7 separate regions of the Mus musculus genome follow, and all the other regions are linked to region 7. Evidence: chromatin contacts called from public HiChIP or PLAC-seq and promoter capture Hi-C data. All regions are on one chromosome and are shown on one strand. The core of a region is the stretch at or near the end of the contact, and the rest is flanking DNA. Distances in the headings are between cores, read along the strand shown. Region 1 has its middle 17 kb from the start of Gm46842. Region 2 overlaps Chd7 (chromodomain helicase DNA binding protein 7). Region 3 holds the start of Plag1 (pleiomorphic adenoma gene 1). Region 4 has its middle 21 kb from the start of Gm34428. Region 5 holds the start of Mos (Moloney sarcoma oncogene). Region 6 overlaps Chd7 (chromodomain helicase DNA binding protein 7). Region 7 holds the start of Nsmaf (neutral sphingomyelinase (N-SMase) activation associated factor).

The links. Promoter capture Hi-C pulls out the DNA fragments that hold promoters and counts their contacts. HiChIP or PLAC-seq counts read pairs in DNA pulled down with a chosen protein or histone mark.
Region 1: a contact with region 7 is called in a promoter capture Hi-C map of pre-B cells, with 8 times the contacts expected there. The contact joins the enhancer-like site here to the promoter of Nsmaf in region 7. A contact is called at or near these places in 4 of 39 promoter capture datasets (the C10 cell line, liver and pre-B cells), 2 of 484 Hi-C or Micro-C datasets (CD4 T cells and pre-B cells) and 1 of 115 datasets of contacts at active chromatin or transcription factors (large pre-B cells).
Region 2: a promoter capture Hi-C map of liver shows a contact between it and region 7, with 3 times the contacts expected there. The contact joins the enhancer-like site here to the promoter of Nsmaf in region 7. A contact is called at or near these places in 3 of 39 promoter capture datasets (hippocampal neurons and liver) and 2 of 9 other capture datasets (embryonic stem cells and liver).
Region 3: a contact with region 7 is called in a promoter capture Hi-C map of pre-B cells. The contact joins the promoter of Plag1 here to the promoter of Nsmaf in region 7. A contact is called at or near these places in 14 of 39 promoter capture datasets (the 3T3-L1 cell line, 3T3-L1-derived adipocytes, the C10 cell line and 10 more), 2 of 484 Hi-C or Micro-C datasets (the G1E-ER4 cell line and uterus), 4 of 115 datasets of contacts at active chromatin or transcription factors (astrocytes, embryonic forebrain, pro-B cells and 1 more) and 2 of 9 other capture datasets (adipose tissue and liver).
Region 4: a promoter capture Hi-C map of liver shows a contact between it and region 7, with 4 times the contacts expected there. The contact joins the enhancer-like site here to the promoter of Nsmaf in region 7. A contact is called at or near these places in 3 of 39 promoter capture datasets (hippocampal neurons and liver) and 2 of 115 datasets of contacts at active chromatin or transcription factors (astrocytes and forebrain).
Region 5: an H3K27ac HiChIP or PLAC-seq map of cardiomyocytes shows a contact between it and region 7, with 7 times the contacts expected there. The contact joins the promoter of Mos here to the promoter of Nsmaf in region 7. A contact is called at or near these places in 3 of 39 promoter capture datasets (cranial neural crest, liver and pre-B cells) and 3 of 115 datasets of contacts at active chromatin or transcription factors (astrocytes, cardiomyocytes and epiblast stem cells).
Region 6: a promoter capture Hi-C map of hippocampal neurons shows a contact between it and region 7, with 4 times the contacts expected there. The contact joins the enhancer-like site here to the promoter of Nsmaf in region 7. A contact is called at or near these places in 3 of 39 promoter capture datasets (the C10 cell line, hippocampal neurons and pre-B cells) and 1 of 9 other capture datasets (embryonic stem cells).

Annotation. Positions count from the first base shown.
Region 1 is chr4:8,926,333-8,930,159 of GRCm38.p6, reverse strand. No RefSeq gene overlaps it. Among named protein-coding and RNA genes, the nearest start is that of Gm46842, 17 kb to the right of the region's middle. Within about 2 kb of position 2,424, at least 119 of the 459 cell types and tissues checked have an H3K27ac peak or open chromatin away from gene starts, as enhancers often do. A contact at or near this core is called in liver and pre-B cells, where this site is marked.
Region 2 is chr4:8,731,788-8,735,958 of GRCm38.p6, reverse strand. All of the region lies in intron 1 of Chd7 (chromodomain helicase DNA binding protein 7), which reads right to left. It overlaps Gm46841 (predicted gene, 46841), which reads right to left. Exons shown (of 2, transcript NR_166064.1): 2 at 4,009-4,171. Among named protein-coding and RNA genes, the nearest start is that of Gm46841, 17 kb to the right of the region's middle. Within about 2 kb of position 1,873, at least 17 of the 459 cell types and tissues checked have an H3K27ac peak or open chromatin away from gene starts, as enhancers often do. A contact at or near this core is called in liver, where this site is marked.
Region 3 is chr4:3,935,392-3,939,695 of GRCm38.p6, reverse strand. Plag1 (pleiomorphic adenoma gene 1) reads left to right here and starts at 1,291. Exons shown (of 6, transcript NM_019969.3): 1 at 1,291-1,482. Chchd7 (coiled-coil-helix-coiled-coil-helix domain containing 7) reads right to left here and starts at 808. Exons shown (of 5, transcript NM_181391.4): 1 at 565-808; 2 at 170-317.
Region 4 is chr4:9,027,463-9,031,186 of GRCm38.p6, reverse strand. No RefSeq gene overlaps it. Among named protein-coding and RNA genes, the nearest start is that of Gm34428, 21 kb to the right of the region's middle. Within about 2 kb of position 2,441, at least 158 of the 459 cell types and tissues checked have an H3K27ac peak or open chromatin away from gene starts, as enhancers often do. A contact at or near this core is called in forebrain, hippocampal neurons and liver, where this site is marked.
Region 5 is chr4:3,870,809-3,874,663 of GRCm38.p6, reverse strand. Mos (Moloney sarcoma oncogene) reads left to right here and starts at 2,559. Exons shown (of 1, transcript NM_020021.3): 1 at 2,559-3,855. The coding sequence starts at 2,850.
Region 6 is chr4:8,797,184-8,801,388 of GRCm38.p6, reverse strand. It overlaps Chd7 (chromodomain helicase DNA binding protein 7), which reads right to left. Exons shown (of 38, transcript NM_001277149.1): 4 at 1-65. Among named protein-coding and RNA genes, the nearest start is that of Gm46841, 82 kb to the right of the region's middle. Within about 2 kb of position 1,613, at least 183 of the 459 cell types and tissues checked have an H3K27ac peak or open chromatin away from gene starts, as enhancers often do. A contact at or near this core is called in hippocampal neurons, where this site is marked.
Region 7 is chr4:6,452,943-6,457,082 of GRCm38.p6, reverse strand. Nsmaf (neutral sphingomyelinase (N-SMase) activation associated factor) reads left to right here and starts at 2,812. Exons shown (of 31, transcript NM_010945.2): 1 at 2,812-3,098. The coding sequence starts at 3,040.

The DNA of each region.
Region 1 (3,827 bases), core at 1,175-3,674, 2.5 Mb before region 7:
CCTTAGGCTAAATGAAGTAGCCAGTCACAGAAGCACAGCTATGGATGACTCATCTGCATGAGAAACCTGGAGTAGGCTCGTTCACAAAGTAGCATTGAGGAGCTGGGGCAAAGAGGGATGGATAGACAGCTCATGTGTATCGAGTTTGTATTTGAGTTCATGAGAAAATTTCTGAGTAGATGATGGTGATGGTTGTACCACACTGTAAATGCCACACACAATGTGCCACTGAACTGTACCCTTAACAGTGGTGAAAATGATAAACCTTTATGTGGTATGTATTTTAGCACAATTTAAAAAATAAAATCTCCAAAGAAAAGGATTTGAGATTAATGGTGCTACTCCAAAAGGAGAAAAAAAACCAACCAACCAACCAAACAAACAAACAAAAAAACCCAAAAAACAAAAAACAAAACCATTCCAGATTGTTGATAAGCTAGAAGAGAAATCATGTCTCACGAGTGCAGTGTGTTTTGAAGAAGCCAAGGGAGGCAACAGCAGGTAATGTTGTGTGCTGGGAAATAGGAAGGGAAGGCAAAGTCTTGCGTTCTGCTAGACAATCCTGGGCAGAGACCCAGGGCATCTCAGAGCAGATGGCAAGTTGGATCTTGACAGTAAGGAATGGCCAAGGGAGACGGTGTCATTGAGAAATACACCATCTATCTCAGAACTCTGGGGAATTGCTTTAACACATTCAGTAGCTCTCTCGCCTATCAAACAATACTGCATCCTTCCTTAAGCCTAAATAAACATCTGGCCATCCTCATTTTAATTGCAATAAGGAAACAGTTGACTAATGAAGTCACTAGTTGGCCTTCGGTGACATCGATGCAACTTATGATGTCTGTTCACATCAGACTCTCGAAATTCAGATCGGTGTATGCTGCAAACGCGTGGCGACGGCCAATTCCTGCAGACCGGGCAGCACTTCCCGGGTGAGCTTTGTCAGGAGCTTTCTGGAGCAGCTGGGTGGAGGTGATCCAGTGGCGAGCCAGGAAAAGCCAGCCCACCCACACCTCCTGTTGAAGCCAGCAGCGCTGTAGGGGGCCATTTATGCTATTTTCTATAAAGAAGGGGTTACAGCATATTCGCCAGAATCAGGAAGAATCCCTGAGCCTTCTCTGTTCTTGTTTGCATGAGTGGGTGTTGTGGGTGGAGCTGTGAAGGGAGCCAGTGGGTGGCTGTTGCGGAGGTGGAGTCGGCACTACTGGTTTCAAGATTGATCAGAAAAACAAACAAAGGCAAGTATTCTCTGAGAAAAGTAAAAAAGTCCCAACTCGTGATCAGAGGCCATCTCATTTAATAACTACAGTCTCTTTTCCATATCTGTATAAGTCCAAGAAGCAGGCCAACCCCCAACCCCAAGGGCTTACACCTGCCCAGTAGAGCAAGTAGATTCTGGCTGGGTCTGGGCAGGTCTTGGCAGCTTGCGCCGGCCCCTGCCCTGGATCTGGGCTTCTTACTCCAACATGAGGAGACTATGATGAGTCTATACTAAAAGTAACATCTGTGCCTGTAATTTTTAATGATAAGGGTGATGGAACAACACGCAACAATAAAACTCATGAAACAGAAAGTGTTTTTCCTTTAGTCATTTTATGTCAGGAAATTACTCCACCACTACGTTACACCTTCCATGCCGAGAAACAAATGTAGTTACCTTAACTCCACAGCGCTGCATGCTTTAGTTTTATAGTTGGGTGTTCCTCATCTTGAAGAAGTAATCAGGATGAGACTAATTCTGGAAAGCCATCAAGTGGCCAGGCACATCATACACCTGCCACGTCGTTGATGGATGGTTAAGGCATAAGGGTCTCAAGTCAGAGGTCTGCTGTCCTTCCACATACACATTTCTATGTTAAAGCCCTAACTCCAATTATTCAAAAATGAGGGTGTATATGGAGGCAAGGCCTTTGAAAGAGGTGATGTTAATAGAGTCATTTTGGGTGGGCCATGATCTGCCATCTCTGGCAAGTTTATAAAGGAGCATGGGACAGACACAGAAGGAAAAGTCATGGAAAGACACAAGAAGACAGACATCTGCAACCATGAACACTCTGACCTTGGATTCCCAGCCTTTCAGAACTGTAGGATATAAACTTCAATGTGTCTCTGGCACTTGGTTATGACAACCCTATAAAGCCAGGACAGGGAGATAGGGTGGCTTTATTGGTAAACCTCACTAGACAACCACTGACCATGGAAGTGTAGTGTGTAACTCCACCTCTTGCATCTAGTAATACCCAGAAACACACACACACACACACACACAATGTTCATGATCACCATGTTTTAATGGGCATAAATGTATTAAACTGTAATGTGAATGTGTTTTGCAACCATTTTTTAAAGTCCTTTAACAGAACTAGGGTTTTGAAGAATAACCACATCCTCTCCCTCAGCACTGTCTCCCTTCCGGCCAGCCGGTCGCTTAAGATGTTGTGTGAGCATGCTGGGGACACGTGGCTGAGTGGAACTGCTGCCTCCCACCCACCCCTGGAGATCTTCCTGAAAAGAGAAGACGAGATGACAGCCTCTCCACTCTTCCAAAACGGAGTCAATTCTGCACCCTTCCTCCTCACCACAGCTGCTCCAGGGAAGCTGTAAGAGGAAGCCAGTCCCTGGGGATCAGACCTCTAATGGCCCCTTTCCAGGACAAGTAAGCCACTGTCACCCCTCCCCCCACCCCCATTCACCTGTGCTCCTGGGGAGGCCAGCTGCCCAGTGGCACTAGTGTTTGCTTTGGATTTAGAACAACAGCTTCCCCTGTCAGCCCTGGGGGAAGCGGCAGGTGTTCTTATATGTCAGTGGAGCCAGTCTTAAACAACAACAAAGAGAACGCAGAAAGCCAAGCAGTTGGACATTAGAGGAAAGGCTCACAAGGCCCCTCACCAAGAGATGAGAAAGTTTAAAAAAAAAATCCATTTTTCCTTATTCTCCTCAAAAGGAAGTAGAAACTCAAGGAGCATGGCCACTTGCAGACAAAACTGGGAGAAGGAGTCTCTGCCAACTGCAGCCCAGTACCAAGGACAGCTTGGAGGGCTGGGGAGTAACGATGATCAATCAGTAAGAACAAGGGCAGGCTCCATAGCGCCAACTGCCTGTTGAACGCATGGGATTCTGGCCTACTAAGGAGCATGGCACCTCACATGCTTGCTGTTCATTAAAGTCAGCAACTGTAATGAACACCAGCACTTTTTGCTGTGGTTAAAACCTAGTTTCAGCTTTTGCCTCGGTTTGTCCCCTTTCTCCTGGGGACTCTCATGACCACTGTCACCTCCTTTCATTAGAATTAGCACTTCCTGTGCGTTATTACTGAGATCAGCAGAACCCAGAGCTAGGAACAGTCACCTAGCCCCACCCACCGCGCTTCATCAGGCTTCCCCAGAGAGTAAAAAGCTAAGCTTCCCTCCCGCCTAGCCTCTACACTAGAGCTGAGGAAAGGAAGTGGGTGACTGGAGAACCAAACATCAAAGCCATCTGAGACTAGAGCGGTAGAGTAATTCAGAGATTGTAACAACTGCTGTTTTAGAAGGCAAGCATCTATCTTTGGGTACACCTTTCCATGCAACTTCTCGCCTGGTCCATCAGGTTCTATCACTGATGCCTTCACCCAAAAGATGTTCTCCCTGGCCTCCAGACTTTCCTCAGTGTAACTCCTGTAGTTAAGAAGCCTTTCTTGGTCGCAGAGTCTAAAAATAGCAGCGCAAATTCTGCAGTGCTTTGGTTTTCACTTGGGCACTTTACACTTTACACAGGTCCCTTACTGCCTTGCAAACTAGACTATGTCATCTTCACGGCTACATTTTCTCCATCAGTATCCTCAG
Region 2 (4,171 bases), core at 624-3,123, 2.3 Mb before region 7:
TGAAGCCCTTGGAACTATTAGCTGCCACGTGGGCTTAGTTCCCCTGCAAAAGCAGTAAGAACTCTTTTTTTATCTGCTAAGCCACCTTCTGAAGCATCCCTGAAGCTTCTGTAGGTTAAAATTACTGTTACTAGTAGTCATTCTAACGTTACTAGCCCTTCCTGTCTAGAAGTACATCAGCACCTACTTTACTAGACATAGTGTGTACTGCAGGGGTCAAGCAAACTCACTTCTCAGATGCACTTCCTTAGGACCCCATGATGAGGCAGCTGAGGGACCCTGTGCCCCAGGCACCTACAGAAAGGGAAGTATGGCCACAGTCACCTGTGGGCTCCCAGCCATGGCCCTCTCTCTTCACAATCACCAGAAACACAAAGTGCTGCCACTTGGTTCGGATGAGAAGTCAGGAGCCAGAACACACCTACTCCATACCTTGCAATGTTCCAACAAGAGCCACATTCTAAACGCATTTGACCCACTTCTAAACTGGCTAAAAATAACCTTACAGACATGTGAGCTCCATGATTTCCTTTTTGAATAAACAAAGAGGGTAAATGTCACCGAGGATGCCGTGGAGGCGATCTGGACACCTACCTACCCGTAAGAACACTCAGAAAGATAAAATAGAACTAAATCGCTATGTGGTTGTCTTGATGGTCTTCCTTGGGGCACTCTGTTTCTCAGAATCCCTGACTGTGCAGCTGCTAGAGACAGTTCTCAGCAAGAAAACAGGGAATTCCAACCCCAAGCCACCTTTTACATCATCATCTACAACCTTACGGTCATAGGAGATTCTAACTGGTTTCTTAGCATCCCTATCTCCCAGGGTCTCCCATTAGGATGTTTTCTCACATCTAGAATCTAGAGCCTGCTTCTGAGGTCACATTTCGGGGTGTGGGTACAGGAACCCACAGTTCCCTCCCTAGAGAGGGGAGGGTAGCAGTTCTGGGAAGCACAGCCTGCTGGCTGCGGAGCCTCTGTAGGGTGTCTCCTGCCAGTTTTTATCCTCAGCACTTACTGGCGGCGGCGGCGGCGGGAGGGGGGTTGGGGGGGTGGGTGGGGGGGGTGAACATCCCATTGAGGGAACATGAGATTACAGTCCTTGGTGATAGAGGAATGACACAGAAGGGGAGCTGTTGATCTCACAGAGGACCAGGACTCAGTTCCCAGCACCCACATGGTGGCTCACAACTCTGATGCCCTGTAATGATGTATATGGGTACTGGGCATGTGTGTGTGGTGCAAATACATACATGCAGACAAAACATTCATACACACACACACACACACACACACACACACACACACACACACATTTAAAAGACAATATAGTCCTTTTCAATAAACAACTGGCCAAAACTTGAGCTTGAAAGGCAGATAGAGAGCCTTCCAGTACCAGATCATCACAGCAGCACACCATACCCTTTGTTTCTGAATCCATCCCAAGGCGGAGGCTGAGATGGCTGCCATCACTTGACAGAGCTAAAACAGCCATGAAGCCCTTCCAGCACGGGTCCATGATTTAACACCAGCATTTTCTCATCTTTGGTTTTTACTGACTGTTGCCAAAAGTTAAGTTTACAAATGTTAAAGTTCATTTATGAAATCAGTGCTTCTCAAAGATTAATGTTGTCCAATTGTGACATCTCTTCGACACTTTAGAGGAGCTTAAAATAGTCATCCAGAGAAGTGAAACAGCGCTTATCACAGCTGGTGGGGCTGGGGGAGGGCAGCACCTAGAACCCAGGGAGACCACAATGCAAGGCTCTGGCCCACATGAATCAGCAGTTGCCCTGTGTCCCAGCCAGCCTTCTGTGGCCTCTACCAAAGAGTTGCTTGGAAGTGACTTCATGCAATGTCACAGTGCCACTAACAGAACACCTTGCACACAGCTGGCAGTGTGCAAATATTAGCTGTTCTCTCCCCTGTCCTGGGCCAGCCTTACCCCACTTGTTTGACAATGTTCACTCCCAAGTTAGTCCCATAAACATACAGGGTATCCATACAGGATCTGATGGCTTAAGACACGCAAGGGTCTTTACCCAGGCTGAGAACTCTTATGGTGCCTGAAGAATCAAACACCAGGCTAGGGAGGTAACTCAGTCCACAAAGTGTTTGTCTCACAAGGATGAGGACCTGAATTCAACCCTCAGCACCGACTTGAAAGAAAGAGAGTGGGAGGGAGGGAGAGAGAGAGGGAGGGAGAGAGGGAGGACAGACAGATAGCGGCCAGTGAGATAGATGCTCCCTGGAGAAGTGGGTGGGGAAAGAGAGAGAACCCTACATCAAACATGATACCTTGCAATGCCAGAGCCTAGTTACCCAGAAGGGACAAGAAGCTGCGGGGCAAGGCATCCTCCCCCACACAGGGAACCACTATTACCACCCTTGTGAAGGGGATCCAATGCCTCTCAAACCTGTACACAGAACATGGACGATGAAGAACTCCATCCATGACCTTATGAAGACAAGGTGGGAGAGTGCTGTGTTCAAGGTCACCCATCAGTCGCGAAAAGAGCCCAGTCCTGACACAGGGATCAGAGTTCGCTACCACAGGGACACACTGAGGTAACTTCCCAGAGCTGCTAAAGCATATAGCCACACTTTTCACACTTTGGCAATCAGAGCTTCTCATACTGAACAAGCATATTTACACACAATTGCAAAAAGGCTGACATTTTGAGGCCATCCGATCTTAAAGGAGTGCACAGGAAGGCACTCTTTGCAGCAGGCTACCAAGCAAAGGGGTATTCGGACAACCTTCTGCCCATTGGCAGAGACCAGATGCAGTGCCAGTCTCCAGCAGCACTGCTGCCCAGAAGCAGCATCCATTCTAATAACTTCTGCAGTGTTAAGTCTGCCGTGCTCGGAGAACTTTCTCTTTAACCTGCAACGCACTCGCGTCCTTGAGTAACCCAGGGGTGCTCCAGACCTGCCCGCCTCTAGACTTGCAACCTTCTAGTGGCTGTCAGAAGCCATTTGGTTCAAAGCAGACTGAGAAGTAGACCGCATGACTGAGGGCAACCTCTCTTCTGAGTACACCATTGTCACTGGAAGGAAAGTGACTGACAAACTATGGGCCTGCAGACTTAAGTATTTGGCAGGCGTTACAGAAACGAACGAAATAATCTGTCACTTCAAGGAAAACAATTGACAGCTCTGTTTGCCAATGATAAAATTTGAGCATTCAAGCAAAAATCAAAATTTTGGAAAACCAGCATCTACTGCCATGAACCTGACAGTTTTCCAATAGCTTTTTAAAGACTTTTCTGGTTTTAAAATACAGCATAATGAAATGTCTGGGCTTGGATGGTTTATACAATTCACGGGAACTAGTATTTTCCAAACAAGCAATGGATGATTCTACAAACCAGAATGGATTTAAATATACACACACACACACACACACACACACACACACACACACACACACACACAGAAGGAGCTGGAAAAATGGCCCAGTGGTTAAGAGTAATTGCTGCTCTTCCAGAGGACCTAGGCTTGCTTGAAAGCACTGGCACTGCCATTCACAACTGTCTATAACTCTAGTCTGAAAGGATCCCAGCCCCTCCTCTGGCCTTCACCAGCACAGGCCAGAACATGGTACTATGAACATGGTACACATATATGCATGCATGCATACATACATGCAGGCAGGCAAAACACCCATACATGTAAAAAATTAAAATTTAAGACACATTTAAAATACATGAGCTAGCAAGGGTTAGTGACCTTGAGCACGGAAATAACACCGACCAAATTTGATGTTCACAACACAAGTAGACCTTTAGGAAACTGCCCCTCACGTGGGCTTTGTCTTCCCTTAGTTTTGACATAACAGCAAATTATCCATAATGCCCACTCTACTCCATTGCACTGGACATGGAATGGCTGAGCCAGGTATATAATTTGAGCCCAGGACTTCAAGACCAGCCTGGGCAAAACAGTGAGATCCCTGTCAAAAAAAAAAAAAAAAAAAAAAAAAAAAAAGCTTTAAATCTTAAAGTCCCTTCTTTATAAGACCATATTTGGTTCATGTTCTTCAACCAAAAGAGCAAATTACAATATGCCAAATGCAGATGTATCTCTAAGATCTGTTCACTGAGAACACAACACAGGAAGCAATCACATTTGTCTTCGTTCGACATTTTATAAAATGCATTTATCTCGA
Region 3 (4,304 bases), core at 42-2,541, 2.5 Mb after region 7:
GAGGCCTTATCTGTTTACTTTTTGAAGGTGCAGGAGTGAACAACTGTTACAACACTGTACTACTTCCAAGATGACATTCAGAAAGAAAACCAGCCTGAGGGAAGACTGCAAACCTACAGCACATCTGAGAAATAGTGCTAAAATCTACTCTAAAGGGCAAACTGCTTACCAAAAAAGTTCCTGATTTCCCACTCTTCGCAGCTTTGATCCGCAGTGGGGGAAGGGCACGTTACTGAACAAGTCCAGGCCCCCCAGGCTTCTCAGAGTCTGGTCTGTGAGTGTTAAATCCGGAAACAGAAATACAGCACACCATAAACCTGGGTACAGAGTACCAGGGACAAAATGTCAAAGTACACATCACAGGGATCTGAGAGGTCGGAGACGAATCTCCAAGAATGTAACTCCCGGACCGCACCGCCTTCCGAGGTGCCGCGCCGCAGAATCGGACGGTGGAGGGCGGGCACAGGTAAACACCACAAAAGGGGCTGGGAAGGAAGGGGGCGGCGTAGAGCGGGGACCTGGGGAGGGCAAGGAGGGGAGTGACACAATCCGGGGTGCCCAGACCTGCATGGGGTCACCTTCCGCTGCCCCGGCCGGACGAATCGCGTGGCGTGAGTAGCGGCAGGAGCATGCCGCGCCGCGGAGGGTTTGGCGCCACGAACTAGGGTCTGCCCTCGGCGCAGTGCTGTCCCGGGCCTGCTGTCCAGGGAGGGAGGGGCCGGAGACCACTCACCACAGGCCACCACTCAGCCAGCACCCGGGCCGGCTGCAGTTCCAAACACGTCAGTGGCTCACGCAGCAGGACCTTAAGTAGCGCGCACCCCAACGTGCTGCCCCCGCGCCCCCCGTTCCAGCTTGTCCAATCCACGCACGCCGCTGCCAGATTGACAGGCGCGCGGAACTCTGTGAGGTTGGGGCGGGCTCAGTTCGCTCCGCCCCCGGGCAGCGGGAGGAGGGCTCAAGCAGGAGGAGCGGGTGGGACGGCGTGAGACCCCGCCTTCTCCCCGCCCCACCGCGCCCCCCGCCCTTCAGCATCGCTCTTACCACTTCGGCCTGATGGGCAGCCACGTCAACCAATGAGCTCATCTGGACCCGGCGGCGGCCGCTCGGACTGGCCAGGCCCTGGGCGGAGCGTGAGGAGGGCGGGCACCTCGGCGGGCGGGGGCCAGGGCGGGCCGGCGGGCGGGCGCGGGGCGGGGGCGGGGGCGGCGGCCGAGCGGGCGGGGGGGGGGGTGGGGGGGGGTAGGAGGCGGCGGTGGGCGCGACGTCGGCGGCTGCGGCGGCGGCGGCGGCGGCGGCGGCAGCTGCAAGTTGAGCTGCAGGGGCAGCGCATACACTACAATGGCTGCTGGAAAGAGGCGTAAGGAAACAATTTCCAGGCCCGCCGCGTCCAGCCCGAAATATGAGAAAAAAATTATTAGAAATTCCGCGGGCGGTGTAAAGGCGGCGGACGGGCCGGAGGGAGGATGTTAAAGCTCCGCGGTGAGTTCTCCGGGGGTCCGGGGCGGCGGGGAGGCGTTTAGCGGGAGGAATATCAGGGTTATTTAAATTATGGGACTAGCCGAGGGGGCAGAGGAGCCGCGGCGGCGGCAGGAGGAGGAAAAGTTTGTGCTACTCCCAGCCCCTGCTCAGGACCCCAGAGAGAAAAATAATAATAAAAAATCAAATAAAATCGTGCGGCGGGGCTGCAAGGACTCCCGAGGTCGCTGCTGACAGGGCAGGGGGCGACGCGACTGGGGACCCGAAGGTGAGGTCGGTGGGAAAAAAAAAACCCTTTTATTCAGGGTCTGGAAAGTTTGAAAAGTTTTCCTCCTCCTCCTCCTCCTCCTCTCTGGTGCTGTGAATATTGTGACAGCGGCAGCGGCAGCAGAGAGAGCGGAAGACATTAGAGACCCGAAAAATAAGGGAAAAATTAATATAAATTCGGTTTTGAGAGGAAACTCTCCGCGTTTTCCACCAAAACATCCCGGGGGAAGGTCGCTTCCCAGAGGGCCTGGCGGAGACCCGCGGTCGGCAATATTTGGGGGGTACTGGGAGTGACTTGGGGTAACTTTGCCCCCTTTTCCGAAGAGGTTTTTCTTTTCTGGAGAAATGCATTTGTTTTTGCCCTCCTGCCCAGGTGGGAGAGCCGAGTCGGGGTGCGGGGTCCGCGGGGCGCCGGACCCAGCCGGGTGGCGACGGGGGCGTAGGGGGAGGGGGTGCTAAATGAAAGCAGGAGATCGGGACGGAGCAGGGACAGCTTGTTGTCAGTATCATAAACAACCAAAATGGAGGGAGAACTCAGGCATATAACCAAATAAAAATTGTTAAAAAATCGCAAAAAATCCCTAAAAATCCGGGATGCGCCCCCCTTTCTCGCCAAAGGTAAAAGTGTGAACCGCCTTTCCCCTGAAGTCCATTTGGACTTTGCAGGGACCAAGGAGTTAATATTTATTTATTTTTTAAAACTTTCGAAGGGCAAAAGCCTTTTATAACTCCACCGACAATGAGAAAACGTGAAAATCCAATGCAAGAGAAGCAGGGGGAGGGAGGGGGAGGTGGTAGTGCAGAAACTACTAAACTTATTGGTAATGTGGACTGATCTGAGATAAGATAAACACTATATTTGCTATTTTATAACTCCCTTTTAATGATCTGTGAGGAGGTTGCTTTTTGGGGTAGGAAAAAAAGTGATGCCATTTTCTTAATAGAGTTAATATGTGTGATTGGAAGAATAAACCTTTCCGGCTTTAGATTGCATTTTCGTCGCATTTATGCCTCGGGTTTTGTTAGTGGCTCCCTCCTTTCTTTAAGCTGGGCTCTCCAGAGGAGGGGTGGAAAGGTGCTGTTGCCCAGAGAGACTGGAGGGCAAGACTGGCGAACCTTCTGGGGAGGGGTGGGGAGTTGTTTGGTTTCTCCCTTCCTGGCTCGTTTGCTTCACCTGTTCGCCCTCACTAAGGAATGTTGGACTGAAGTTTTCTGGTTTTATGTATATAAAAGGATGGTGCCTCTTGCATCACATTGATGTTAGTGGGAAAGTGCTGCTGATGTTGGTTCCACGTGGGATCTGGGACAGAGCAGGGCATTTTAAAGGGACAGCTTCTCTTTTCTTAGGGTTTTCATCACCTATGCAGACTTACAGAGGACCAAAGTCAGAGGTGCTGGAAGTGTGTGGTGATGGAAGAGCCTTCTCTTTCCATTACTCAAGTGCACCCCCCGTTTAGGAGTGATGGAGGGAGAGGAGGGATAAACAAGCCCAGCAGAAGATGGATGTGTGTGTGGCTTAGTTTTCATCCACGCTGTTCTTTTATGTAACAAGCCCTCCCAGAAACTTTTCATGTTACATTGCTTTGCTCTGGAAGCTGATTTTGGAAAGAATTGTGGAAAAATGGAAAAAGTTGAAGGTGTGTGGTGTAATGGTATAGCATTATTGAACACTTATGAATTCTGTGCAGTGAGATCAAAGAGCCATGTATGCCCATAATGGGGGTTTACAGCCATTTTGTAAAATACCTAATGCTCAGTTTGGCTTCAGGTACACTGAGGACTTCTGGTTGAAACTTACAGGCAAAGTGGTGGAGACTCCTTAACATTGTAAACAGTAGACATTTCTGGGGAGGCGGGAGTGGCTCTCATGAAGACCATGGAAAAGTTTATATATATATTTCAAAATTATATATAGTCCATCCTATGCATATGTTATAACTTTGCACTTTGAAAATGAAAATGCTTGGATATCCTGAAACCTATGGATTTGTATCTTTTCCGCTGAAATGATTTGTGTTTACCAGGAAATGTTTGCTAATCGTTAGCTCCTATCTGCTCTTGTGTCTGCTCTTGTGTCTTAGATGTCCGCAGTATTTTCAAAAGGTAAAATGTGTACATTGTTAACTGTACAGTATTTAAGATTACAACTAATCTGGGATGGAAACTACTTATATTCAGTTTCCACAGCCATATAGAGTTTGGGAAATAAATCTCTATTTTGCTTTGTTTTTACAATTTATAGAAATGGACCAAAGTAAGAACTGAGTTTTTAGACTTCTTAGGTAGTGTTCTCTTTTGCCATACTGCATAAAAATTATTTTGTGACAATCCATTGTGTGTTAGTTCCTGTTTCTAACTGACTTTTCTCAGCACTTTCTGTCCATACCTACATGAAAACAGTATCAGTGACCTGTGAGCACATCATCTTGTGGTTTCCCACTTTGGGAACAACTACAGCTTTCTAAGAAGTCACTAAGGAAAGCACAGGGGCACAAATCCCTGTGAAATCCTGATGCTTGGAAAGAGATTAAAGTCTCAATGAAGAAGATGACCCCTCC
Region 4 (3,724 bases), core at 1,192-3,691, 2.6 Mb before region 7:
GAGACCAACCCTGAAAGTCATCCCTTCCTTCAGCCTCCTCCTCCGCTTCCTCATCCTCTGTCATATGAGGAACATCTGTCACATGCTGCAGCTACCACACCGGACTGCTCTATCCTACCCGACTCCGCCACCGTGAACTGGAACCCTCTGAGACAGGGAGCCAACACAAATCTTTCTTTCTATAAGATGCTTTGGCCTCAGCAACAAACACATTTGGCTTACACAATGGAAACTTGCTGCCTCACCTTCCAAAAGCCAAAAACCTGAAATCAACTCCGCAGCAGGGTTGTCTCCTTCTAAGAACACTAAGAGAATTTCTTGAGGCCACTTTCCTTAGCTTGTAGGTAACCATCTTCTCCCTCTGCCTCCACGCAGTTGTCTCTCTAAACATGTCTAAACTTCCCTTTCTTACAAGGGCACCATTCAGACTGGGTTGGAATGCGCTCTGATGACCTCATTTTAGCCTATCCGTCTCTATAAAGACCCTGTCTCAGATAAGGTCTCCTTCCAAGCTACCAAGGAGGAATTCAGCATGGGAATTGAGGCAGGGGATCCCATTTAGCTTGTAACATGTTCCTGAAGGTGTTCTGGTTTCAGAAAGCACAAAGTCACTTTGTTCCTGAGTTTCTCCATAAAGAGACAGACAAACAGGGAGTCTGAAAGGGCTCGTTTATGCCTAGGTTTCTTTGCCTCCTCTTTCAAGTAGAGAAAAAGAACTCAAATAAATGACTGCATAAGATTAGAACTAGCAGCTCACGACACCGAGGGACTGTGGAGGAACGCAGGGTCAGGATGAGGCTTCCGGATTAGCCCAAGGGCTGAGCAAGTGCGAGGCAGGAGCATGCCTCTCAAGGCAAGTGTGGAACCAAGGCCACTCTAATGACACTGTAATGACACTAAATGACATGGGCTACATACAACACCAGGAGCTGAGAAGGACTGGCCTTCAGTTAGCAGATGGAGGAAAAGCAGTTCAGCCTTGATGTCTAACAGATTCTTGTGTTGTTTCCTTTTGTTTCGTTTTGCCTTTTTACATCATTGTGCAGCTAGAGGAAGGTGCTCAGACCTTTAAGGATGGAGGCTGATCTCGATGACACATTCCTTTAACACTAGCACTGAGGACTAAGGCCAAAGGGTGGTGAGTTAAAGACCAGCTTGGGGCTATATTATGAGCCTCTCTCAAAAATTCTTAAGTAAGTAAATAATTGTATTATTGGGAACAAGACTACCTAGTACCATCTCTTCATTTTATGTCTGCGGTTGCTACTTCAATGTAATACAACAGAGGAATGCCATCAGCCCTCGGTCTGATTATTGCTTTCTTCCTAAGGGTGTAGGTCAGGTGAATACTGAACTCACTATAAAACCAACTTCCCACATTCTAGGATTGCTTGCAGACATGTGTTATCATGCCAGTTTGTATTGTATTATTTGTTTGTTTCTTTCTTGAGAGAGGAAGGGGTCTCATTCCATAGCTCAGGTGGACTTTAAACTCATAGCCAACCTCCTGCCTCAGCTTCCCAATATCTGGGTTTATAGGCATAAGCCGCCACACTCAGCCTTAATCTGATTTTCTTAAATATTTCCCTTTGTGTGATTTCTGTTCTCTATTAAATGTTATTTATTTAATGTGTAAGTCTGAGTCAAGCCCTCTCTTGTGTGGGGGTGTGGTGTGGGGGTGTGGTGTGGTGTGGGGGTGGGGGTGATGTGGGGGTGTGGTGTGGGGGTGGGGGTGATGTGGGGGTGTGGTGTGGTGTGGGGGTAGGGGTGATGTGGGGGTGTGGTGTGGGGGTGTGGGAAGTGCTTGAGTATTGCCGTGCAGGTGTGGAAGGTCAGAGAACAGCTTTGGGGAGTCTGTTTTTTCTTTCCACCATGTGGTACTCTGGAATCAAGCGCAGGGTCTTGGGCTTGGGCATAAGTGCCTTTGCCTGCTAAGCAGCCTCTCCAGCCCTGTTGCTGTTGCCGATACTGAGTTTTGTCTTTTGCTCGAAAGAATAAAACAGCCTTCAAAATCTCCAGAGATCCGTAACTTAACATGTACAGAATTATAAATTGTCTGACAACTTTTCCTGACATTTCTTTTCTGTGCAGACATGGAAAGTGTGTGCCTAGGAAAGAAGAAAGCAGGGGGATATGACGAGGAAAGGGATTTAATTTTAAGAAGAGAGAAGAGACTTCCACTTGAAGATGACAAAGAACGCACTGGCCACACAGGGGCAAGATGAAGTGGGAGTTTTTTAGAAGATATCACATCTTCTCTTTTGCTCTTTTGCAAGAGCTCACGATGGAGTGGAGTTAATCTTCATCGTTCTCCCGAGAAAGCACAAAATGAACCATCTTAAACTCAGGGAAAAAAAAAAAGCCCCCAACACCATCTGTTGCTCCGCTGAAGCGTTGTAGTGGGGGAGGGGACAAGCCAGTTGTTAAATGGGAAAGCAATCAGGCGCTCAGCTCCCCACACTGCCTTCTGCCTAGAAGCCAGGAAAGAGGTCCAACGAGAGGGTAGAGGATTCCTTTCCTGGGTGCCTGGATTATTAGCCATTGTACGTGGGTGGGTGCACTGGATTACAAACCAGGGTACGTGGGGAAAGACGTAGGTGGCACTTAACCGAAACGAGATAAGTCAAACCAAGGCGCCAAGGGCTGCTTAGGAAAGGATTTCCCTCCTTCAACCCCGATCAGTATCATCTGATGGTTGTTTACTTGTTAAACTATCGTTAGATTGAACATAAGTGTAAAAATAGTCTTAAAAACAAGGCGCAGCTCTCCATTATCCCAACAACACATGGCTTTGACTGTTTCAGAAAGGGAAATAAAATATTTAAAACAGGTTTTTATCTGGGCTGTGCGTCTAAACGTGCAACGGCCCCTTGGAACGGAGCCCTGGTGGAGCAGAGAAAAGCCGTGGGTTGTGGAGGGACGGCTGGCTTCCCGGTGATGTGGGACAAATGGCAGGTCAGTCACATCTAGTCGTTGATGGGGAATGAGAGCAGGCGTCCACTGACAGAAAACAAGCCTCCAGCCTCCACAGTCAGAGTCTCTCCGGGCTGTCCCCGTGCTTCAGGGTGACCCACAATAACAAAGCCCACGGGAGCAGTTTACTCAATAGCTTCGAGCATTGTCCTAACCGTGAATCTTTGCAGAGACTGAGACTTGGCCACCCTGGCAGTCGCGGCGACTCCCCCAACTCCGCAGCCCAGGGTTGGGCTGATACCTCGCGGCCGTGGTACTAGACGCTGCCGGAAGATGGCGCACGAAGATACCGACTCAATCGAGGGTGCCGAGAGCTACTGTGGACTGGGCGGCCGAAGAGGGATTTTGATTCATTAAAAAACATAAATTGTACTTGATGAACAACAATAATAATAATAAACTGACTACTGGATTCCACAGAGATGAATTTTTAAATCCCTGAAATCAAGTTATTTAAATTATTTAATTTAATTTGCTAAATTTCAGTAACTGCTATGTAATGGTGCATGCCGGGCGTTTAGGTTTTATAGCGTCTAAATGCTTCTCTTTACGGTGATTGCTGCAGTTGCACGGTCACCAGAGAACTCTGTCCCCATCTCCAAGCTGTGTAAACAAATTGAGGCGAGAGTAATTACACACTGAGAGGAAGGCAAGAAGAAGCCATGGAAGCCAGAGAGAGCCCCAGCGACAAAATAACACCTTAAAAGGGCTCAAAGATCAATGCTGGTGACTTTACTAAAATCATCCAGGG
Region 5 (3,855 bases), core at 1,310-3,809, 2.6 Mb after region 7:
AAACTTTTAACTTATCAATAAAATGAATTCATTTAGCCCCAGTAGATTATTTTAAGCTAGTGATATTTAACACGTCTGTGTTTCTTACCTGGTATAAGCCCCCAAATACCAGAGTTTTATTTCTATGAGTTTCATAAATAAGTAGTAGCTAAGTTCCATCTACTATAAATCCGGAGCAAAGGAGAATTTGAAATCTCTGAGTCTTTCTCACAACGTAAGGTTGGGTGTGCTTTTACTGTCTTTTCCAGGGATGGAAACTCAGGTGGTGGTACAGTAAGAAACACCAGCCATCTAACCCAGAGCCTTTGTACTTTATCTCTAAAACCAGGCTTTTATCCATTTCTGAGATAAAATTTTCATTTCTAATCACAGTTTAGTATTTATCCAAAATGTAAGGTATTTGTGAAAGTATGATTCGTATTGCATGCACAAATCACAAGCCCATTGCTTGAGATCCACCATGTATCCATAGACCCAAGGGCTTTAATTGCATGTCCATTATTCCGTACTTATTTTCTTTTACAGGTATTTGAAACTACAAATGGGTTACACCCTGATTAACCCCATCATAGGTTAAAAATACTGAAATGTTGTATACGTGTGGACACAAAGTCAGCATTAAACAAAGTTAATTAAAATCATAATAAGAACTTAGGTGATAAAGGAAAGAAAGTTAATATAATGGTAGATCTTTTCAGAGTAAGGGCAGTTTCCATAGTAAGACTCCAAACTCCAATGTTTTAACTTTATAATGATATGGCATCCTTATGCACTCAACAGACCTCTCTGCTCAGATTGCCCCTCTGTAGCACTGTCATTCGGGTTAATAACCATCTCTGACATTTGCTAGGTAAAGCATTTAACATATGCATTTCCACTCATCAGTGCTTACAGCCTATGATGGGGTTACCAGGGTGTAAACCGTCTGCAGTTTTAAATACCCACAAAAGGAAACACATAGAAAGCAGTGGGTACACCATTAAAAGCCTTGAGTAGATGGCTGGTGAGTGGAATGAGCTCAGATTTGTGCATACACAGTGACTCATACTTTCACCAATACTTTGCATTTTGGATAAATACTAGACAACTTTAGAAGTGAATTATTTATGAGGTTGTCTTAAAATTAAAAATTACAAAGTAATAAATCACATTGTAATGTATTTTGTGTGATACCCAGAGGTTTAAGGCAACCTATTACTCTTATGCTCCTGAAGTCCACAATTCACAGTCCTGAACTATAATCTTATCTTTGTGATTGCTGAGCAAATTTGCAGTATAATTTCAGTGCTTTTAAATTTTGTCCTGCTTACTATTTTCCTTTTTTATTTGGGTTTGATATGCGTGCACAGAATGGGGCTTCTATTAAAATATTCCATGGCTTACATTTTTAATATTTTGTTCTCTTAATATGTTCAAAGCTACTCAACTTTTATTCCCGAAAAATGTTTACTTTAATTATTCTAATTTCTTACATAAAGCATTGAGGTGCTAACAATTATATACTATGTACAAGATGGCAGACTAAATCATATCATACCATCAAGTAGAAACCTGGAGTTTGGTGAACTTTGAGTTGTTTATATGTCTCTCCTTTATTGTCTTCTCAAAACCTGTGATTCTGAAGTCAAAGGGACACAGCTGTCACATGAAAAGTGATCACTTATCACCTGTATGCATAAAACACCTTACCAAGCAGCTAAGAGGAATAACTCCTAGCCACTTTGAGAAACGTTTTTGAATAAACAGAGCAAGGCTCTTCCCCATTCTCCCAGAGATATAGCATAAAACTGAGCGCATTTTTATAAAACAAAAAAGGAGGAATGTGTGGTTTGATGGCCAGACCCTGAATTTGTGTTCAGCATCTGCTTTTCCATATTATAGATGGGTACCAGTGATTCTGAGCCATGTCTATTTCTCCTGACTTTTCCTCTGTTTTCCCACGCTTGCTGATATTTACAGCCGTGGTCATCACAATCACCTTTGTTCCTTTCTTCCTTCCTCCAACTCTGCATTAAATTCCAGGAACTTGCTTTCTGTGAAGTCTAGAATCTGTCTTGAAGCAAACTCACACTCATGGGGTGGCTTAACTTGCCTTGGAAAGGGATATTGGGAGGTCACTGTGTTGTTATGTTACAGAGTCTTAACTTGCTGTTTAAATCAAATACAGTGTCAGAATGCTCCCTTCTGATGAACGTAAAAGGTATGTGATCTGACTTCTATAAGTGATTGTATTTGGATCAAAGACATTAAAGTTACAGATGTTAATTCTTACAAAGGTTGCATCTAATAACCCTGGCAAGTAGTTCAACAAATGTCTGCTGTTTGTATTGCAACTCTTGCAGCCAATAGCTGCTGGGAGTGATTTAATGCAGCTGGAGACTAGCACTAACAATCATTATAGCCTGAAAAGTGTGCACCAAGTTCACTGTACTTTTTTTTTCTCTTCAGTCGAAGGACTGATTAATGATCATCAGAATGTACTTGATTTTTTTTTTCTTCCATTGTATTGTGATTGAAGAATTAGTTGGAAGGTGACGTGAACTTTTGGGCAGGCCAGTACTGTTTAACGGGGGAAGAAGTTGCTAAGGATTCACTTTAGCTGTGAGCAATCGTTTCATCTGAGACTGCCAGGCTTCATCTGCACCCCCAACCCCACCTGACTTATTTTTTAAAAAAGAAACACCTTGTGGAGTAGTGATAGCACAGATGTGGCTGGTTTTGAGAATCAAGGAAGAAGGGAAAGGAACTGGGATGAAGGCAGCAATCTTCAGCCATGCTCCCAAACTTCCCTGGCTGTTCCTACTCATTTCTCCCTAGTGTCTCATGTGACTGTCCCATCTGAGGGTGTAATGCCTTCGCCTCTAAGCCTGTGTCGCTACCTCCCTCGTGAGCTGTCGCCATCGGTGGACTCGCGGTCCTGCAGCATTCCTTTGGTGGCCCCGAGGAAGGCAGGGAAGCTCTTCCTGGGGACCACTCCTCCTCGGGCTCCCGGACTGCCACGCCGGCTGGCCTGGTTCTCCATAGACTGGGAACAGGTATGTCTGATGCATAGGCTGGGCTCTGGAGGGTTTGGCTCGGTGTATAAAGCCACTTACCACGGTGTTCCTGTGGCCATCAAGCAAGTAAACAAGTGCACCAAGGACCTACGTGCATCCCAGCGGAGTTTCTGGGCTGAACTGAACATTGCAAGACTACGCCACGACAACATAGTTCGGGTTGTGGCTGCCAGCACGCGCACGCCCGAAGACTCCAACAGCCTAGGTACCATAATCATGGAGTTTGGGGGCAACGTGACTCTACACCAAGTCATCTACGGTGCCACCCGCTCACCGGAGCCTCTCAGCTGCAGAGAACAACTGAGTTTGGGGAAGTGCCTCAAGTATTCCCTAGATGTTGTTAACGGCCTGCTTTTTCTCCACTCACAAAGCATTTTGCACTTGGACCTGAAGCCAGCGAACATTTTGATCAGTGAGCAAGACGTTTGTAAGATCAGTGACTTCGGCTGCTCCCAGAAGCTGCAGGATCTGCGGTGCCGGCAGGCGTCCCCTCACCACATAGGGGGCACGTACACGCACCAAGCTCCGGAGATCCTGAAAGGAGAGATTGCCACGCCCAAAGCTGACATCTACTCTTTTGGAATCACCCTGTGGCAGATGACCACCAGGGAGGTGCCTTACTCCGGCGAACCTCAGTACGTGCAGTATGCAGTGGTTGCCTACAATCTGCGCCCCTCACTGGCAGGGGCGGTGTTCACCGCCTCCCTGACTGGAAAGACACTGCAGAACATCATCCAGAGCTGCTGGGAGGCCCGCGCCCTGCAGAGGCCGGGTGCAGAACTGCTCCAAAGGGACCTCA
Region 6 (4,205 bases), core at 364-2,863, 2.3 Mb before region 7:
CTTCTGTTTTTCCTTTGTTGACCTTCTTCTTCAAAGCACTTGCTTCTGAATCCGGTTTCTTATTACTAGAATTCAAAGTACATCACTTAGCGTACACCTTCGGTGTGGTTTCCCACATGCCCCAAACCTTCTCTTTCTGTTAATAAAGAGTGGTGGCAAAGGCCAGGTCGATGGGTCTTGGGCGCTTTTCATTAAATGGTACTCCTAATTAAGGTTTGACAACAAAACTTATAATTGATGACCTTCAGCAAATTTCTCACCCATTGAAACAGAACTGGATGTAGAACTTTGAACACTTCACAGAATTCTACCCCCAGCCCCTGCTGACATACAAAGCTGTGACAAAAAACCTAGGATGTCTCTTTGCTAAAAAGTCGGGTGAAGACCAATTCTTTTAACCAAAGGGGGGAAAAATACCATCTAATGACTATACCCTTATTTCTCTGGCACAGAGTTTCACACAGTCATTTTTTAAGTCCAATGGTGACCGGTACATTTTTACTAAAAATTAATTTCCTAGAAATACATAATTTTATTTAATTCGGTGTTCTTGTCTATGAGTAAGTTTCCTTTTGGTGCTAAGCATTTTGGAGGGATAGCCACACTTGGCCTTCATTTCCTCCAGTGCTAGCAACTGGACATGCTGGACAAGAGCTCTCTCTACCACTGAGGCCACCACCAGCCCCACAATTAGCATTTCTACCAAAAGCTAAGTCTTTGAAATTATAAGCGTGTGCTTGTTTCTCACCAATAACTGAAGCTCGCTTTCCATGTTCCTGAGAAACACCAGGAGTTGAATGGTAAACCAAAACACAGGAAAAATAAAATTCTTGGGTTATCCCCACCCCCAAAACCGTTCCTCACAGTACTTTTAGAGCAAACACTCAGTGTTCCCTTTCATCTACACTCTGCACCCAAGACTTCTTACCATCAAATGACTGTTTGTTATATATACAACACAGAAAATGTATGATCCGAATACCAGCCTTCTGTTTTGTTTTGTTTTTTTTACTATTTCTAGGGTGCCTCAAGCTCTAAGTAGCTTGAAAAACTAAAGATACATATTTCAAAACCCCACATTTATTAAATGTTATAAAGTCCCAGAGAAGCTCACCAAGAGAGGCCCTAAGAAAGATGTTGTTGAGCCACTAGGAAGAGGCTGCAGCAGCTAATGATTCTAAGTACAGATGTGTCACGTTAAACCCTTCCAAAGTGTGTCAATAGCGTTTCCGGCACACACCTAGGGCAGCGTTCTCCACTAATATGTTTTTGATCATCTTAAACCTGTTGTTTTTTACATACTCAGAGCTTATTTTGATACATGAGCATTTTAGCATAGCAAACAGCTACATCAGGAAACAACTGAAAACAATTCAAGATGATCACAAATAGCAGTTACATTTCAAAAATTGATTTTATTTACAAAAAATTAAAAAATAAAAAGAGGTGGTGTGACTAAGTCAGAGAAATCCACAGACAGCAGAATATTTTTTAAATTAAAAAATTCATGCAGCAGTTCCTGAGGAGAGTGTCCTGGTGTTTACACTACACACTGACAGAAGTCTCCCCTACCATGAGGCTCCATTTCCAGCATTTATTTCCGCTCTAACTGCCACAAATTATACAATACTACAGCTGAACACTGGGCCCCTTTCCTTTCATCTGCACGCCAAGAGCAATCAGATTACCCTGGTAACCAGCGGTCACGTGACCAGCACCTGCTCTTTTGGCTGGATGCCACTGACTAAAGCCATCTGCTTCCCTCAATCAGCTTTCAAACACTCTCAACACCTGCGCTGCAGTGTTTTGTGGTTTCTTTTATAAAATCAGTGCAAAACTGCTTCCAAAACTTTACATATTTCTCGAATTTGTTTAAATCAGAGGTAGGTCTGTCAAAGAGCTGAACCACTGCCAGGTAAACTGAGCGGCGGTGCATGTTTTCCATGGTGACCTCGATCAAGCAGCGCGGAGGATGGAGTTCAAGTTTGTGGGGTTTCGGGCTGTGCAAGCGGCACCCTGCAGGAGCAAAGGCTGCCTGTCTGCTTAGTGCCCAGAGCCAGGTTTGAGGAAACATCTATTTGCTGGGGGACAGAAACACTAATGACTTTCCATCTGCTCCATCCAAGGATGCACTGTACAGAACCTCCAAGATGGCTGGAAGTCAGACAGGCAGGGCCTCTCCAAATGCTTAGACAAAAACCTCCCAGCCCAGGCAAGCACTTTCAGTTCTGATTACTGCAAGAGGCAAACTCATTAGAGCTCACGACATTCCTGCTGAGGCACAGCTAGGTTCTCCCACCCACCAGTATACAATCAAGCACCCTAAGAAGTCAGAAAAAGACTAAGGGGTCTTCAGTGGCCACCCAGACACTTTATAAACCAGGACAATATTCAATCACTTACATCACATCATTATGATTTTGGAATAAGCCAATCTGGACTCCTATGAAGTGTAATATTCAAACTGTTTTGACCTACGTAAAACACAAGTCAATTTTTTTCTTCTACCTGAAGTACTACAGAATGCTGGTTTCCACCAGACAGGAGTCAGCCTGAGCTCTAACCGCCACAGCTCCAACTGGGACTCTGGATAAATCACATCTAGTTTCCCTGCACCTTCATTCCCTCATCTATCCCATGAGGGCAAGATCTGCACCGCTCAGTATTTCTGTGGGTTTGAATGAGAAAAGACAAGAAAGGAGACAGCGTTGGACAGAGATGGTCACTCTCTGCACACCCCTGGAAGACAAGCAGCACATCTGTGCAGTGCATGCTCTCTCTCTGCGACCCAGACCCAGACCCACCAGTGCCAATTCAGTGGCGGAACACATGGAGAAAATCCACAAGCTTCGAGTATCAGCTCACTTAAAGAGCGTTCACAGAAGGAACACCGATGATAGCGTTAGTCACTAGCTGAAAGAACACACGGCACGTTCACCCTGCCACTACCACTGCTTCAGCCAAGCACCTGCCATACCAACCTAAATGACAACAGTCACTGCCTGTCACTTCACTCTCGCCCCAAGGCAAGGGTCCCCAGCATGAGACCAGTGGGAAAAGAGCAGAGTCCACCTACCATCCTGTTTATATCTGTAAGGTTCAAACTGCCAGACTCCAAACACAGCCATATACTCGTTCTTCTTCCAAACTGTGTTCAAAGCTGGAATATGCAAACAGGACATCTGCGCTGGTTGTAGGGATGAGAATACTGTTAGGCACTCCCTAAGCCAGCACTATGACACTGGAGGCTGCGTGGTGCAGATCCAGAGCTCTGGTGTACTTCCAACAGTTGCAACGATGCCTTCTCAGAACCTTGGTCTAAAAGCAGGACCTCGAGGAAAGCTAGCCACGCACAGGCCCCACTGTTAGCTCTTACTCTGCTCAGCATCCTGATGGAGCCAGATCACCAATGCCATCTCCTCTCCGCAGGTTACTAAAATCTCAGGAAGTAGTCCTTAAATTAAATCCCCAGTGTGTGATGTCTGCAAATCTCAGTACTGGGGTGCCACTCCTTCCAACCTATACAAGTCACAACATTCGCTTCTTTCTGCTCCTCACAGCCATGCTCGGCAGGCAAATGCAATGTGGCCTCTGCTCCCTTGAAGCCTACCTGCTCCTCTGCAAGGCTTAGCTGACAGATCTTGGAATGAGTTCCAAGAATCATTTTCAGAACGACACAGCAGTCTAGATCAGGTATGATTACAAATTCCTACTTAGGTGTCACACAACATGTAAATACTTAAAACACTAAAAAAATGGATGTCAACATTACTGGGTTGTATTAAAATCAAAGCACTGTGTATCTTTCATCAACGATCTTGTGAGCTAAAAGGAACTATCTCTGAATTCCTACTGCCTGCTTAAGATGGGCTTATAGGCTGCTTATGTTTCTTTTCCTATTTAAACAATTTAATAGCAAGTACAAAGTTCTTTTGTGTGTATGTGTGTGTGTGTGTGTGGGGGGGGGGGGGGGGAAGAGTTCCAAGACAGGGTTTTTCTAGGTAGTCCTGGTTGTCCTGGACTGTAGACCAGGCTAGCCTCAAATTCAAGAGATCTGCCCACCTCTGCCTCCAGAGTCCTGGGATTAAAGGCGTATAAAACTAAAAATATACTACATAACCAGGAGACAGCGCTGGGAAGATGACTCAGGGAAGGGGGGGGGGGGGGTGATCACACAGAAGCCTGTTACCCTGCGTCGGTCCTGA
Region 7 (4,140 bases), core at 1,563-4,062:
TCCTGTTAGGTGGTTATGTCCAACTTTGAAATGATGATTTTTGCTTCATGTTATTATATTTTATTTGTCCTGTTTGGCTGTTATCTCTTAGTAGCTTGTTCTTTTCTAGTGAGAGACAGAAAGGGAATGGATGGGGGAACCTGGAGGAGTGGAGGGAGGGAAAACTTTAATCAGAATACACTGTATGGAAAAAATAATATATTTTAGTAAAATGAAAAAAAAAAAGTTACTATTCAGATGGGAAAAATCCAATACTGACAGAAGATAGATTGGCTAAGAGAATGACAGAAGAAAGCATAATTTCAGATTCTTGATTGCTGGGAAGAAACTTTGATAGAAACCAGAACATCTTTTATACACACACACACACACACACACACACACACACACAGAACACAGAACACAAGAGAAGAGAGGCCAGTGAGGTAGAGAGGTGTCAGGAAAGTGAGAGACTGCCAGCTCTCAGTTCTCTTAAATTCTTGTCCCTAACAAACTATTATAGCAGAAATCTCTCTCTTCAGAGCTAATGTTAAAGAAAGACCCTTTGAAAAATATTTCTCCCTTCTTTTTGTCCAAGAAACACCTAAAGTAGGAAGGACCACTTATAATCAGAAGTGCGCTGTTACAATAGGTGTGGGAGCTGAACTGAGCTCTGATGTGTGGAGGAGTAAATACTCTGAAGGGACAACTCAGGAAGGGCTCAGTGGCTCAGGAGAATTAGGAAAACAGAAAACTACAAAAGGCTGGTCAGGCAGCTTGTCTGCTAGCAGCAATTACAAAAGTTAGATTCTGTCTTCCCACACCCATTTCAAAAGAATGGCTTTCAGGACCTTGAAAGAGATACTTCTGAGCTGCAGGAGATGCATAAACATACCAAAGGAACAGAGGAGTGATTGGCAAATGTAAGCAGCTTGGGAGTGCTTTGTTGGTGGTGTGTGTGTTATAGGTGTGGAAATGAATTCATAGCTGTATGCTCCTGGGCTGTGTGCCCTTGGGAGACCAGGCATCAAAGCCAGGGCTTCTCACAGAACCCAGCACTCACTAGCCATGCTAGCCAGTTAGTTACTGCCTCAGACTCCCCAGTGTGTTGGGGTTACAGGCTGGACCTGATATGCTTCATTATTTTAATTGTTTTTTTCTCACATGGATGCCCGGATGCATATTCAGATCCCCGCCCACATGTGGCAGATACTTTGCTGGCAGCTATCTCCCCAGCCCCACACGAGTTCCAGCCTATGTAGACAGTAGTTGAGGACAGCAACAAGATCTCTTGGCAGCTTTGAACAGGTACTGAAAGGGGCTTAGGGCCATCCGGAGGAACCCTTAGAAATGATGCCAGAGCTTTAAGGCTCTTAATATGGAGAGGGAACGAGATGGAAGTCCCCCGTTTTTGTAAGCTAAGATCAAAGCTTGAGAGAACTCAGGACCTGGATAGAATTTGGCCAAGGAGAGACTCTGTCACTCTCCACCACTACCAGGACCACATCTTTCCTCAATGTTTAATGAAAAGAAAACTTAGATTCTGGTCTATTTTTTAATTACTTTATTCCAGCCAAATTAATTTCTCTCCTTTGAGTCCATAGCATCTACTATACTATTTGCCACACAGAAAATTTTCAGATGGTATCTTAGCCATTCTCATAATCTTATGTCATTGTGCACACATGCACACAAGCTCGTTCCCAAGGACCATTAGGGTAGTTACAGAGTCTGTGCAGCACTCGGATAAAAGGAAGAGATTCACTGACATAGGGTACTCAGGTCTCTTCAGTTATGACTTCCGATCTTCCCCCACATGCTGCCAGTGATGAAGGACAGCTAATTGTTGCCATTGTTGTGCTTTTTTTTCAACCCTGCAGAACTTGATTCTTAAGCCAACACTAGGAGTGTTTCAACACACACAACTTAGAGGCTTGTTATTTGAGAGTCCCTTAAAGGTAAGCAATATCCAGCGTATTCTCAGGGTATTGAGAAATCATAACCCCAATGAAATACGAGTCATAGTTGGCAGGACAGAATATAAAAGGTAAGTATTGTTGAAGGTAAGAACCTTTCTTTACTGCTAGTGGGAGTTAAATGGATACTTTGAAAGCACAGTAGCAGACTTTCAGAGTTCACAGATGGACTTATTAAAACAGTCTAGAAACTCCACCCTTTGATTTCGACTTCACTCAACAGAAATGAAAGCATTTACACACATAAACGGGTACGTGAATGCTTATAGCCAAAAGGTGGGAACACTGCTGTGCCTGGCAACTGTTGAATATATTAACAGGAATGCAGTGTGTGATACAATGGAATACACTTCCGTGATAAAAAGGAATAGAATGTTGACTTGTGCTATACCTCAGACGAACCTTGGAAGCATTGTGCTAAATGAAAGAAATCAGACACAAAGACCACATATTGTATGGATGTTTTTATTCTAGATGTCCAGGCTAGGCAAATTCACAGAGACAGAAAGTTAAGTACTGTTTTCTAGGGCAAAGGTTTGTGGAGATGCACCTAGGAGTAGTGATTGCTAAAAGGTAAAGGTTTCTTTTTGAGATAGTAAAAATATCCCATCACTGTGATAATAGTTGCAACCTAAATATGAATATTACTAAGAACCGCTACACCATACACGGGCGAAAAAAATAAAATAAAATCCCATCGATTATTTATTTCAAAGACTGAAATTTGGGACTAAACATCCAAAAACCTTGTTATTTCAAATCCCCGCCGCCAACGAACTGGGGGGCTCCCGGGCAGGTCTCAGGCTCACGTGGGAGGTATCCTCGCCGCAGCAGCGCTGCAGAGGTTAGTCGGGGCAGTGTAGGACGCGGCTCCCGCGGCCTCAGGTCACTGCGCGCCCCTCCTCCGGGCCTGAGTCACGGCGTCGCCCGAGTCCCCACGCGAGGATGCTGCGGTGAGCGCCGTCCGGACGCCGCGGGCCCTGGGGCGCAGCGTGGGGCTCCCGGCCGCCCGCCCGCCTGCCCGCCCGGTGCGGCCGCTCGGGACTGCTCGGGACAGTCGGCGGCCTGCGAGCCCTGGGCCTCCATGGCGTTCACCCGGAAGAGGCAGCGCGAGCAGCAGCTGCAGCTCTACTCCAAGGAGAGGTGCGCGGGGCGGGAGGCCGGGCCGGGCGGCAGCCGGGGACTCTCCTGCAGGCCGCGGCCGCCTCCGGGGCCGCAGAGCCGCGCGCGGGTGGGCCCGGCTGGCGGGGGCGCCTGGGGACGCGAAGGCAGGGCGGTCCCCGCGCCCGCCCGCCCGCCGTCCCACGCCGGCGTCTCCCCACCGACCCTCCGCGCCCTGCATGGGAGGCTGTTGGGGAAGCGCGTGCGGCGGGGCGGCCGCGGTCAGCCGCGGCCCAGGGAGGACGTGGGTAGAGCTCCGGCCTCCCTCAGATCCCGTCCCCGCACAGGAAAGCGCACTTCCGCCCCGTGGGTCCCTCCCAGGGCGGTTGGTTTTGTGACCCAGCTGTGGTTCCAGCGGGAACGCGGGCTACATTTTTGTTTGTTTGTTTTGAGATGCGGGTTTGTCTGTGGGAGCCGGGATCCGACGGTCACGTTGTTGCTGAGTGGATCCAGCGAAGCAGGCTATGCCAGGAAATGCAGGTGCAGCTTTTATTCTGGGTGCTCTGCGGAGGCTTCACCTGTAGCTATTGCTCAACCCGCCCTCTTCCCCAAGCCCCGCATCTCTCTCTAAGATGTAGTGGGCTGGCAGGGTGGTCCGCGCTGAAATTACCTTTCCACCTCCGGAATTTAAATGGAATTTCTTTGTCTGGCACCCGACGACTTGTTAAGACTTGTTGGTGCTCTGTGTTACATTGAAGAGCATTCAGATTAACATTTGAAATGTTTTAAACGCGTGGCCTGTCATGTTTCTAGGACTTAGTCATTTGTAACAATCCTGTGATAAACAGCGAAATCGGACAGGGGGTGTTTTGTCGTAGATTCTGACTTATTTTAATCGTCTTACGCTGCTCTGTAATGTTAGAGGAACTCGCTGCCCCGGTTATTTCCAGCAAATGCTGGTTTGTTTACATATTATGTACATATGTTCACAGTACTCCAAGGTAGGAGTGCTCCCAGCCCAAACATTTATCAGCTGCCAGCATCAACTCTTCCCTACACTCAGCACCAGCAGCTGATTTCTACT